Linked DNA regions of Gossypium hirsutum: region 1 is linked to region 2. The links are chromatin contacts, called in public Hi-C maps. All regions are on one chromosome and are shown on one strand. Each heading gives the region's core, a stretch centred on a gene start, on an enhancer-like site or on the middle of the called end of the contact. The rest is flanking DNA. Distances are from core to core; before and after follow the strand shown. Region 1 holds the start of LOC107942131 (NAC domain-containing protein 43). Region 2 holds the start of LOC107914915 (transcription factor MYC2).

Region 1 (6,610 bases), core at 2,806-5,305, 640 kb after region 2:
TACAAATCAATCCAAATTAAGATTCAAACCTATTTTAGTCACATTACCGATATTTTGATGCTATATGTATTTTTCCAGAATTTGCCCCAGTATGTACTATGATTTCCAAAATATATTTTTCTTTTTAAATTAATGCATTTGATTTCTAGCATTTAACAAACACAATTTCTATATGCTACAGGTTTATTCAATAAATTTTGCAATAGAAACAAAAAGGGAAGAAAAACATTGAAGGAAACTAGAACAGGACAAAAGAAGTAGAAAATTTTCTAGCGGCCCTGGCTTAGTGGCTTGTATACTTGTACGTGTGCAACAACATCTTATCCAAATTCCTTAAAGATATTCGCCTTGTTATTTTTATTTATCAACCATCACCAAACTTTAATTAGAATTATATTTTGAGTATTTAATTTTCACGTTATCAAATTGTTATATTTTAATCACTTATATGTTTAATTTTCATTGTCTTCTTACCAAAATGATAATATGACACATTAACTCAAAGAATTAATAACTAATTTAACACCTAAATTATAACTAAAATATCATTTTGATACTTTTAAATTTTTTTAAAAATAATTCTAAAATGATTTTAAAATATCTACAAATGTTAGAAAAATCTAAAAAAAATTAAAATTCACAATTTATTTTGTAAAATTGTAATATATATTTTTTATATTATAATTATATTATTTTTTTTAAACCTTAAAATTCTAAATAGAGTAATTTCTTTAAAAAAAATTCATTTCTTTTCCTCATATAGATGAGAACATACCTGCATTTTACCAGAGTTAATGCATATTTTAGTCACTAAATTTGGTTATTTATACTTAATTAAAACTTAAAATTATTTTGAACTTAATTAATATTTAAACTTGTAAATTATTAATTTATTTAGAAGTATTTGGTTAATGCTATTAATTTTTATCAAAAATTTTAAAAATATTATAATTTTTAGAATTAAAAAAATATATTTTTTAGTTTACGTGCATAACGAATTAAGACAAATGAATGTTCAGAATTAGTCAAAACTAGACTCCTTCTGGGGCATGCACTTTTTAATACTTTTCTATTTTTTATAATGTCAAAAAATAATAATATATAAAAACTAGTATTTTTTTTTAATTTCATGTGCATAATGAGCCTAGATTAATTACGCCCATTTGCTTTGGGCGTACAATTTTAGTAAATTTATTTTTTTGTTATTTTAAAAAATGATAATATAAAAATTGATTGTTTTATTTTATTTTTCATGTGCATAATGAACCCTGATAAATAAATGTGCATGATAAACTTAGATTAATGGGTGTTCTAATTCAGATAAATTTGGACATACTATGTTAGTAATTTTATATTTTTTAATTCAAAAAATTAATAATGTAAAAATCTAATATTTTTAGAAAAATTTCTAGATATTTTTTTAAAATTCTATCACTACAAAATAATAGATAAATGGATAATAGCAACTATGTTCTCCTTAACAAGATCCCATCTTAATTAATTTTGTATGAGGAGGATCAACGACAAGTGATGAGAAAAAAAGTGGGCTCATTCATACGGTGCAACTTCACCAATTTATCTCTTTAGAATTTTATGAATATTAAGATATTTTAGAACTATTACTAAAAAATTGTTAAAAGTATGGTAATGAAATTTTGACTTTAGTTTGAGAGCCAAATTAGTTATTAACCTTTTAAGTTAACATGTCATGTCATCATTCTATTAAGAAGTAATAGAAGATAAAAATGAGTGGTAAAAAATATAAAAATTCGATAATGTTATATAACTTTTTAAAAGTTAATTAATTAAAATGTAATTTTGATACAAAATTTATGGAATTTTAAAAAAAGAAAAATCGTAGAAAAGTTGTGGTTGGTTAGGTGAGACAACGGTATCTTAAAAGTCCCAATCTTGAGCATAACAGATTGAATAGTTTAGGTTAATTTTTCATTTGCAAATTAATGATTCCATATTTCCAATGTACTGCAACCAAGTGGATATAATCATTTGTTTTTGGGTGAGACTCTTAAAGTCAGCAATAAGCTATGATTAAACTTTTGTCAAGCATTTTTTCAAGATAGTTAACGAATTAGGGTAAGATCACAATCCACTTTGGAAATGATTACAAGTAGGAAAATTAAAAAAAGAGCACATTAACCAGACTCTAATCCCTATAATAACCCTTCCAGAGAAGATGAGTGGTGATTAAACGACACCGTTATTAAGTAAAAGTGTAATGGGTTGATGCCATCTCATCTCTCTCATATTTCAACCTTATTTATGCAAAATACATGTGTATAATATGTATGTCCACGTATACCTAATTAAGAATACTTGAGGAAATGAGCAGGCTTGTTTGTATGACCTTGACATGTATTTACCTCTGTTATACCGACAGGTGGCACAAGGGATCTGATGACGACGGTGACGATGACTTAGTCAAGCTCCATAGATCATTCTCGTTGCTGTAGACCTGGGGGTTTTGATTTGATCTGTGCATATTTATGTGCGATAATTGAATATCATCATCATCTTCATCATCATCGTGACAAAGACCGAAAACCGCATTAGGGTCAGTAAAACATGATAGTTGCTTGCTTGTCTCTACTTGACCATTTAGCTGGGATGCTACAAGGCGGTCCAGAGTGACCCAGTCATTAACGCCATTTTTGGACTCATTATTAGTATTGTCAAAACCAGCAGCAGCAGCAGAGGGTTCAATTTCAGTCAGCATATCGTCTATGGACTGGGAACATGGCTTGAAGCTTCGATGCTGATCAAAGTGTGCGGTATAGATGGGAAGGGCTGGGAGAGATTGGCTTTCCAGCCTCTGGAGGTGCATAAAACTTTCATGTAACCCATCGCTGATTCCTCCTGCGTTGTTCGCAACTAGCATTCTTAGATGATTGTTGGTGTTGGCGTTGGGAATATTCAATGAATCGTTCTCCATCTTGCAAGTCCTTCCCATATAAAGAAAAAATTGATCTAAAACCCCGTCGTTGCCTGAGCAAAGCATCTGCGTCTTGGAATCAAGGGAAGTGGAGGAGGAGCTTTTGGGACTCTCTAGGGTTTTCTGATAATTCTTCTTTCTAAATACACGGCAAACCACCCAGCCTTCTTCAGCCATAGAATCGCCAATGGGATTGGGTGCCTGTAGCGCACCCATTTAATATTTTAATATAACCAAAAAAGATACGTACAAGAGGATATTTTTTGTTATATTATATACATACAAAGATATTGTAAAGTAATGCTTACATTAGAGTCAAGGGTGTTGGTATCGTCAAGCCTGTACTCGTGCATAATCCAATCAGATTTTTGACCATGTGGAGCTCTTCCTTTATAAAAAACCAATGTCTTCCTCAACCCAATTCTTCTAAAGCTACTATAAATGATCTTGTCACGTCCAGTAGCTTTCCAGAATCCGGCAGCTGTTGCCCGATTCGTTCTGGTCCCCGTGGGGTATTTCTTGTCCTTGTGGCTGAAGAAGTACCAATCATTTTGTGGGGTGGATCCTATTCTGCACTTCTCTGCATATCATCAACAAACCCCATCAGGATTTCATTTAAAAAAAATAAAGAAGAAAAAGATGCAGTGTTTAATAACGGCAATTTGTCAGTAGCTACCTTGTATATCCCAGGGCTCAAGCTTGTTAAGATCAACTTCCCGAATAACATCCAAGTCTATCTTTTCATAAGCTACTTTCTTTCTGAGGTAATAGTGAAGAAGCTCCTCCTCTGTGGGATGAAATCTAAAACCAGGAGGGACCTGAGACTGACCATTTATTGATAGATTCATTTCTTCTGACATTACCCGATGATCTTCTCTTCTCGTCTTCAAGTGTGAAAGAAAATGAAAGAGACGGGCAAACGGGGAGGGAATAACAGAAAGATAAAAAGAAAGAGAAAGAGAGGAATGCGTAGAGATGGAGAGGGTGATGCAGCGATGATAATTTATAATGGTTAGGGCATGGAATGGTTGAAAGATGCATGGAAAAGTTTTGGTATGATGGCCATTGGTGTACTTTGGGCATGGGGTCTATGCCCTTGAAAAGACCCAACCACCTAAAAACTAGACATTATAGAAGGGGAGGAAAGTAATGGGTGAATATATATAGGGAAAGTAGGTCCCGTAATATTGGTGGAAAAAAAAGGAACCATGGGCCCTACGCCCCAAAATATATGGGTTAGAAGTGTGAGAGCGGGGGGCACGCCCACATCCCAACTATGACCTTCGACCTTAATATCCATCTGAAAGCCACCTCTAAAACCACCTCCATTTTTTCTCAAGAATAAATAAAATAAAATATTCATAATGTATAATTTTAAACATTGTTAATTAATTTCATCATGTCATCTAATTAAAAATTTTAATTATAATCAATTTCATTGAAACAAATGAAATATATAGAAACTCCTAAAAACCACCTCAACGACAAGAAAAGAGGGATGATGGGGTCGGAGCCACTGAGCTTTCATGGTCCCCTAAACCAAGAAAGACATGATGCCCTTTGTGGCGACTTAGCTACCTTACACTGTGGGCTGGGTTTTACACCTTCGACTGTCAGATATTTTATTCTTTTTACTTGAGATCATTTTTTTGATATACGTATTATTATGGTATAAATTTTTTTGATAAACACATGTGATATAAGGATAGATGGGTTTAATTTATACAAAAAAAATAAAAATAAAAGAGAGGGTAGAGAATGAATGTTTATAAACTTAGGTATATACAGTGTCACAATATTGCATAAAAACAGAAAGGCCACGTGTTGGATACTATTTAGGTAAGTGAAATGGCCCAAAAACCTACACGTGGAAGATAGGAGGGAGAGGAGAAATGTGTTATAAAAATGCATGTTTTTCTGCCCCGTGCCTTTTGCTTTCTTTGATTTTACATGGCAACCGCTTAATCTTTAATTTGATTAGTCTCAAAAAGTATAACCACACAGGTTATGAATTAATCTAATAATAATGAAAGAGAATAGCCATCATTATGAAGACGTAAAATTTGACCACAACCCACATGAGAGTTGCTCCGTATAGGGGAATCTAATTCATCAACTCCCTCAATTAATCTCATGTTCTATGTTTGATTTAGAGCACCTTTTTTTCTTTTGGGCCACAACACTCTTCCAATTAACAAAAAGTAGACATTATGTTTGCTATAAACGTGAGATGACAAGACAAGTAACGACAGTAGGACAACACAAATAAAAAAAGTGAATTTCATTTCTCTTTTAACAATGAATTGCTAATTTTTAGGTTAATAATCTTTAAGTTTTTATAGGGTAGAAAATTAAAATTTCTAGAAGGGTGAAATTCTTAATTACATCAAAAAAAAAAATTAAATGCAGTGATGCCATGTAATCCCCCCCTCTCTCTCTCTATATGTAATCATTCACTCAACAGTGAGAAGGAATTATAAAGATTTCCAGGACTTTTGGGTCATATAGTATACCTAAATAATTAAGGCAGCTATATTTGGGTGAGACGGTTGTTTTGAGTATCAGCAAAAAGAAAAAGAGGCATTTTTTTATCATTTTTGTATTAATATACCTGTTAAAGGAACAAGGTTCACAAGTTCTCCTTACCTTAAAACATACCATATGAGTTTGTATTTTCTTAAAGGTTTTACGAGTTTGTATTCGTATCTTATCATTTACTGAAGGTTTATTAGTAAGCAAAGCTTCACTAAAAATTAATTAAGCCTTTAATAAAATTTAGAATTCAATGAAGTTCTTAAAGGATGAAAAATTAATTAATGAAGTCCCTCCGTTAACGTTGATATATCATGTTTGACCGTTAAATTTCGCTAACGTAGTTGGTAGACTAATTGGACAACGATACGAGACAATCAGTGTATATCATAATGACATCAGCAAAAAAAATCCTAAAAGTAAATATAAAAAAACACATTTAGGATGAATCTGGACAATAGTTTGTCCAAGTTCATTCTAGTTGTGATTTTTAAATAATTTGTAAAAATTAAAAAAATTATTATGAAAGAATTATTTAAAAATTATTAAATTTATTTTTAAAATGGAAATATATTTAAAAGAATTTGAACAACCATTTATCCAAGCTCATTCCAAATGTGATTTTTATTAGTTTTTAGTAAATTTGATAAGTTTTTATAACTTCTTATAATTATTAATAATTTCCCATATTTTTATTTTTATTTTGTGATTTCTTTAAGAATTATTTTCTAAAAAATATTTATTTTTAGGATATTTTTATTATTTTTTAAAAAGGTTTTGATGTAATTGGTTGTCATGTGCTGTTGTTTAATTGGTCTATTAGTCACATCAATGAAACTTAACAATTAAACATGATCAACATTAAGGAAGGAGATTTATTGATTAATTTTTCATCTTTTAAAGACTCAATTGGATGCTAAATTTTGTAAATTAATTTTTTTAATTTTTGTTAATAATAATAATAATATACTTCACATTTTACAAATTTGATGATTTCATGGCATTGGATTTTCTTTTTCTTTTTCCTAAATCTTTGTAATCCAGAACTGTTTTATGACATATTTATTGGTAATTATTTTTAGAAACGAATTTTCGCTTCTTAAGTATGCATGAAGTCCAGGGGTAACC
Region 2 (6,412 bases), core at 2,546-5,045:
ATGAAATTCGCATTTACCAACATGGTAATGTTGCATGAATGATTGACAAATATAATATGGAAGTTAGTTTCATATGTCGTACAACCTATACGTGTGCAAAATTTCTATAAAAAAATTAGGTTAATATTCCATTAACGAAGTTGTTGATATAACTAAAATGTAATGCATATTAGTATGAACTGTGATATGATCAGTAATGCCTCGTAACCTTAATCCGGCGATGGATACGGGTTAGAGGTGTTATATGAAGAATTTTGTGTCCATAATTTGATTCATCAAACAATCTTTCCAAGACAACTGCAAACTCAACGATATTCTACCCAAGCTTAGGTCGTGTGAAAATTAATGTCAATGTTACATGGGGTGCTAGTACATACATAACTATCATGGGGCTAGAACTTAAGTCTTGCAAACCCTGTAGCCTTAGATAGAAACTTAGCTTCAAATCCACCTAAGTCAGCCTAACTCTCGAAATATAATAATTCTGAATGGAAATTCTCAAAGGCGCCAAAAATAAAGCAAAAGCAAACTCTCAAGCAAAAAGCAAAAACCAAATAGAAAGCTACAAGAAAACTAATCACACCAAGTGTTCAAGTAACTGCTCTCAAAATGTTTCTATTACTTTGAAGAATTACAACTAAATGGGGTGATTACAAATGAGGGGGAAGGCCTCTATTTAAAATTGAACTCCCTTAGATCTAACGGTATAGTTTAAATTACATCGATGGTCGAGATCAAAGCCTATTTATAATATGAGAGTCCAAAAGGATTTAAAATTTATACAATCTTATCTCTTAGGATTTACAATATTTACCATGGCAACTCTAGTTTTATTGGAATGTTCCACTGGGCCACCAAGACTTCAAGTAGATAGGCTTTTCCACATGTTCTACAAACTAGGCCGGTTCAAGTGGGCCAAATGAACTACATTTATTCAGCTGACCACCATGGGACGTTTTATGTGCATTTGTCACGAGCTTTAATTCGCGACTCGTGACACATAAAGGGGCTTGGATCTATAGTGCTAGATGAGGATGGTTTGGTTTTGGATGGAGTTGCAATGAAAGCCGTTGATTGTTTCGACTCGAATTGAGCAAAGGCTTGTGCCTTGATGTTGAATCAAATTCTTACTTTATAATTTCTTAGTTTTCCCATGTAACATAAATATGTCTTTGCTAGAAAAATTTGTTACGAAGGCTCACTATATGTTTTTAGACTTTAATGCTTTAGATTACTCTTTTGCTTGTAGATTGGCTAATAAAGTCAATGATATACTTAGCTACATGAGCTTAGTTCTTTTTCTGATAACCTTCACATCTTTATGACTAGACCTGTTCATGGGTCGGGCTACCCGGCCCGGCCCGAAGGCTCACCCGAAATGTGGGAGGGTTTGGGCAAAAATATAGGCTCGAAAAATGGGCTTGGAAAAAAAAGGCCCGTTTAAAAAGATGGGTCGGGCCTCGGGTAAGGTATTTTTGGCCTAGGCCAGGCCCGGCCCGAATTCACTAAATGACAAAAAAAAGCTGCTATTTTTTTTTTGTTTTTGAATGTTATTTTCTTGTTGTTTTCTCCTTATTTTGCTACCATATTACTATTAGTTGCTACTATTTTGTTGTTATTATTTGGATATTGTATAAAACTTTTTTTATTATTAATTTTATTATTATTTTTAAGGCATTTGTTAATTTTTTTATTATTTTAGAGGTATTTGCTTGTTAAGTTGCATCTATCTTAGTGATATATAAGTCTACATATTTTTTAAAATTTATTTTCAATTTGTTGGAAAATATTTATTTTGATTTTTTTAGTATTTTTGATGTATTATATATATTTAAAAATTATATAAAATAATATAAAAATAAATACGGACAGGCCGGGCCGGGCCCAAGTTTTAGTATTTTTATTTGGGTCAGGCTTGGGTAAAATTTTAGACCTATTTTTTGGGCTCGGGCGAGCCTAAATTTTTAGTTAAGCCCTGCCCGAACTCGGCCCGGCCCGGCCCATAAGCACCTCTATTTGTGACCTTGTAAATGTAAATATTATTTGATTTGATAAATGGAATTACCGTTTGTGGTCTTTATTTCAAAAAGGAATCTCAAATTTTTATTAATAACTTCATATTGCATTTTACCCAAAAAGAAAAAAAATCTAGGACATGAATTGGAAATTAAGACTCAGTTTGGTTTCTAAATATATTTTTATTTTATTTCGTTTTTTGTTTTTTAAAAGCATTTTTTTTATTTTCTGAAAATTGGAAAACACATTAGTAAATAAAAATATTTCTTTCAATAATGCAAGCATGTTTGATACCTATCTTACTATAATAGAAACTTGAGAAATAAAATAAAAAAATATTACGTTTATATGAATTTGTATTAGGGTCACAAATTTATTATTTAAAAATTGTTGAAAAAAAATACTTTTTTGTGTTTATACGAAATTGAACCAATGTCAATTCTGTTTGATAGGAGAATTATTTTTTACATGTATTGTAGTATATCAAATAATAATAAATTAATTCAATTGGTACTTAATTAACGTTAGAAAACCATTGCTTTCAATTTCTTTTAATTTTATAAATAATTTTTAATGAAAACAATTAAAATATCTTTTATTATTTTTAATTTCCATATATTTTTGTTTTTATTTTCTAAAAATATTTTTAAAACTTTCAACTAAACACATTTTATTCAATATTTTCTTTTTCATTAAAAACAAAAGGGAAAACGGAAATCGTAAAATTAATAACTCTAAACATTTACACCTTGATAAGGATTTTGAACTTTCTTATTGACGAATTGACATTTCTTTATAAAGGCCAGATAGTCAGTTAGTAGTTAAGATTTAGGGTCAAATAATTGAGAATTGGGAAATGAGTGGATAATATAAGTTAAAAGCTTGTGATTTTCAGATTGTTTTCTTGGCCACAAAACTCTTATCCAAGTTAGGACATTGAGTTGTTAAATCACTTATTTACATATATAATTAAAAATAGGATTTTAACTTAAAAATATAATAAAAAATATTATGAAATTTTTGTGTTAAAAATTAAATTGTTTTTTACGCCTTTTTTAAAAAATGAGTAAAATTTTTGATCTTTTCTATTAAAAATTTTTATCCATTTGAAGTGTACTTTATATTTAACGACCAGATTTTAATAGTAGAATAAAAAGATTAGTTTACCCTTTCATTTAATGTAAAAAAACTAATATCCCTATTTTTTGTGTATAGGTGGTAAAATATAATTTGACTCATAATATAGAGACCTCATTAATACTTTTATCTAAAATATGCTATAAGTTTATTGTACTCTTTACAAATTTTGAATTTAATAACTGTATTTTTATTTTTAAAATTTAGTCCCTCTATTCTTTAACTTTAAAAAGTTAAGTTTACTTTGTTAATACTATTAAACTTTTTAATTGATGTGATATTTTGAAATAAAATGTACAATGTAATTAAAAAATATATATTATAATAAACTTAAATTTAATAAAATTAATTTAACTATATTAATTTTAAATTTTGAAAAGTCTTAGAAAATAAAAAGTGAATATAACACAAGTACTAGAAGACAAGTTGAAGATTGAAATGTCCAGAAGTAGTGAATCGAATTTGGAAATGACAAGCGGAAGGTGCGACCCCAGAGGAAGCCTGAACCTCGCAACGAATAGAGACGATGCACATCAATATCACATCACATCTTCAACTTTGGAGCTCAGCCTATACTAGGATTTTTCACGTGATAAAGGTGCCAAGCATGCCCAAAAAACAGTTCCCACACGGATGGCCTTTTAATGCCCAGGAAATTCTTGTTTTCCCCGAACGCCCCCACACCATTGCCCTTTTGTTTTTGCTGCTGATCCCTTCAATTTTTCCTTGTATATTTTAGCTTGCTGCCGCCGAATCCCTCTTTGGGTTTTTTAGCTTTTAGTAGTTTGGAAAACCTTATCAGAAAGAAATTGGGTTGGATCAGGGAGCAGCAGTATTATGTCATCATCTTCTTCATCTTCGATGATTAGCTTCGGCCAAGACGCCCCTCCGCCGACGCTGCAACAGCGCCTCCAGTTCATCGTTCAAAGCAGGCCTGAATGGTGGGTATACTGCATCTTCTGGCAAGCTTCCAGGGATGCTCAAGGCCACCTCGTATTATCATGGGGTGATGGATATTTCCAAGGGACCAAGGGTTTTGCAGGCAAATCCGGAAATAAGCTAAGCCAACCCAGATTTGGGAGAAGAAGATCGGGGAAAGATATTCAATCCGTTTTCTGTGAAGAGATAGATATTGAGAGGATAGTGGATGGCGATGTCACTGACTACGAGTGGTATTACACCGTATCAGTAAACCGATCTTTTGCTATAGGAGATGACATTGTTGGGAAGGCTTTCGGCTCAGGCTCCTATATTTGGTTGTGTGGAGATCAGGAGCTCCAACTGTATGAATGCGAGCGAGTCACAGAAGCTCGAATGCGAGGAATCCAGACCATAGTCTTCCTTTCGACTTCCTTCGGAGTAGTTGAATTGGGATCTTCAGAAATGATCCAAGAGAATTGGGGCTTAGTGCAACTTGCAAAATCAATATTCGGTTCTGAGATAAACTGTCTTGGTTCCAAGCATCCTGGCCTTGGATCTCAGCTCCAAATGTCAACCCAAATCCCTTTTCTTGATTTCGGCAAGGTTGCAAGTGATCAAAAGGAGTGGATTCTTGATGACCGAAAGCAACAAATTGAGGCCAAGAAGGACACTAGCGGTTTATTACGCCGCTCGTCATCGGACTCCGGTGCTGATTCTGAGATGGAGTTTAGCGTTGGGTCGAAGAAGAGAGGAAGAAAGTCGGGGACCGGAAAAACAACCCCTTCAAACCACGTGGAAGCAGAGAGGCTGCGGCGTGAGAAACTTAATCATCGATTCTATGCACTTCGATCTGTGGTTCCTACCGTGTCCAAGATGGACAAAGCATCTTTGCTTTCAGATGCAGTAGCCTACATCAAGGAGCTCAGATCTAAGATTGATAAACTGGATGTTAAACTCAAAGTTCAATCCCAAAAATCCAAGTTGAATGCCATCAATGTTTCGAATAACCAAAGAAATGCATCCACATTTAACTGTATAAGGCCGACCTATGATTATGGACCAAATACAATGGAAGTTGATGTCAAGATTGTAGGGTCAGAAGCCATGATCCGAGTTCAGTGTCCAGATATCAATTACCCAGCTGCGAGACTGATGGATGCCCTTAGAGACCTGGAGCTTCATGTGCACCATGCCAGTGTATCAACCGTGAATGAGCTAGTGCTTCAAGATGTTGTTGTCATACTACCTGCTGGATTTATAAGCGAGGAGATGTTGAGGACTGCTATCTTTCAGAGATGCAGTTGAATTTGCTGCTGCTTCACAGAAGTTATATATCAAACTTTTCCTTAATATGGATTATCATGAAGCCAAGCCATATAAATGTAACATTACTCCTTATTCTCCTCCACTTTCAAGTGAAATCATTTTCTTCTTGAGAGTTCCTATCCTATGGCCATCACAATCGGCTTTATTAATCATAAGCTAATCACTCTTCCTGCTTTATAAACTTAATTTCTTTGCCTTTCAACTAGCTAACGATATGCTTGTTTGATTACATATTTTTATGTATCCATCAAACAAAACAAATTCAGCAAACCACTTTGGGATGCTATTAGACTAGGATTGTGTCTTTCATGTCTCCAAACAATTAAAACATGAAATACTTCTTTTAATCACATTTAAAGAAGGCATCCATTACACAGTGATCCCTAGCGCAATTCTAAAACCACCCTAGTGTTTCAATCAGGTTATATTCCGAAGGAGAGGCTGCATTTTATACAGATTTAGGGTTTCAGAGAAAAAAAAAAGATAGAACAAATTGACAATGTCTTTATAAGTTATATAATTTTCACATTCGAAGGTGAAATAAAATGTTTTTTTGTTTAAAATTTATTTAATAATGAATGTAGATGAAAAGGTAATGAATTTTTATTTTAATACTACTTAAGATGGATTTGTAATTTTTAATTCTTTTATTTAAAGAATATATAAAAGGAGTCTATAATTTATTTACTAAGTTGGTGATCCGGATATTAATTATAATTGCGAGAAAAATTAGAATAAAACTCAAAACATTTGCATTAAATAAATACAAGCTCTACATGAGTGTTAAGTATTCACAACTAATCATGAAATGTAGTGTGATAATTGCTTACCTCATCTTTTAATCATATGATCGGAAATTTGATCTCCACTTATGAAAATAGAACACATCTTAAAATCATTTATCTCTTGAACTCATTTATGAAATTTACATGACATGTTAAATTACTCATGTATTGCATATGAGAATTTTTCAGATTACATAATATTTTATGTAACCAACAGCATAGCACGC

The links. Hi-C and Micro-C count contacts between places; a contact is called where the count stands out from the background.
Region 1: a contact with region 2 is called in a Hi-C map of leaf, with 2.3 times the contacts expected there. The contact joins the promoter of LOC107942131 here to the promoter of LOC107914915 in region 2. A contact is called at or near these places in 2 of 34 Hi-C or Micro-C datasets (callus and leaf).

What each region holds. Positions count from the first base shown.
Region 1 is chrA08:83,323,928-83,330,537 of Gossypium_hirsutum_v2.1, forward strand. LOC107942131 (NAC domain-containing protein 43) reads right to left here and starts at 4,056. Exons shown (of 3, transcript XM_016875777.2): 1 at 3,627-4,056; 2 at 3,259-3,530; 3 at 2,090-3,151. The coding sequence starts at 3,810. The coding sequence ends at 2,387.
Region 2 is chrA08:82,686,455-82,692,866 of Gossypium_hirsutum_v2.1, forward strand. It overlaps LOC107914915 (transcription factor MYC2), which reads left to right and starts at 3,796. Exons shown (of 1, transcript XM_016843969.2): 1 at 3,796-5,575. The coding sequence starts at 3,991. The coding sequence ends at 5,379.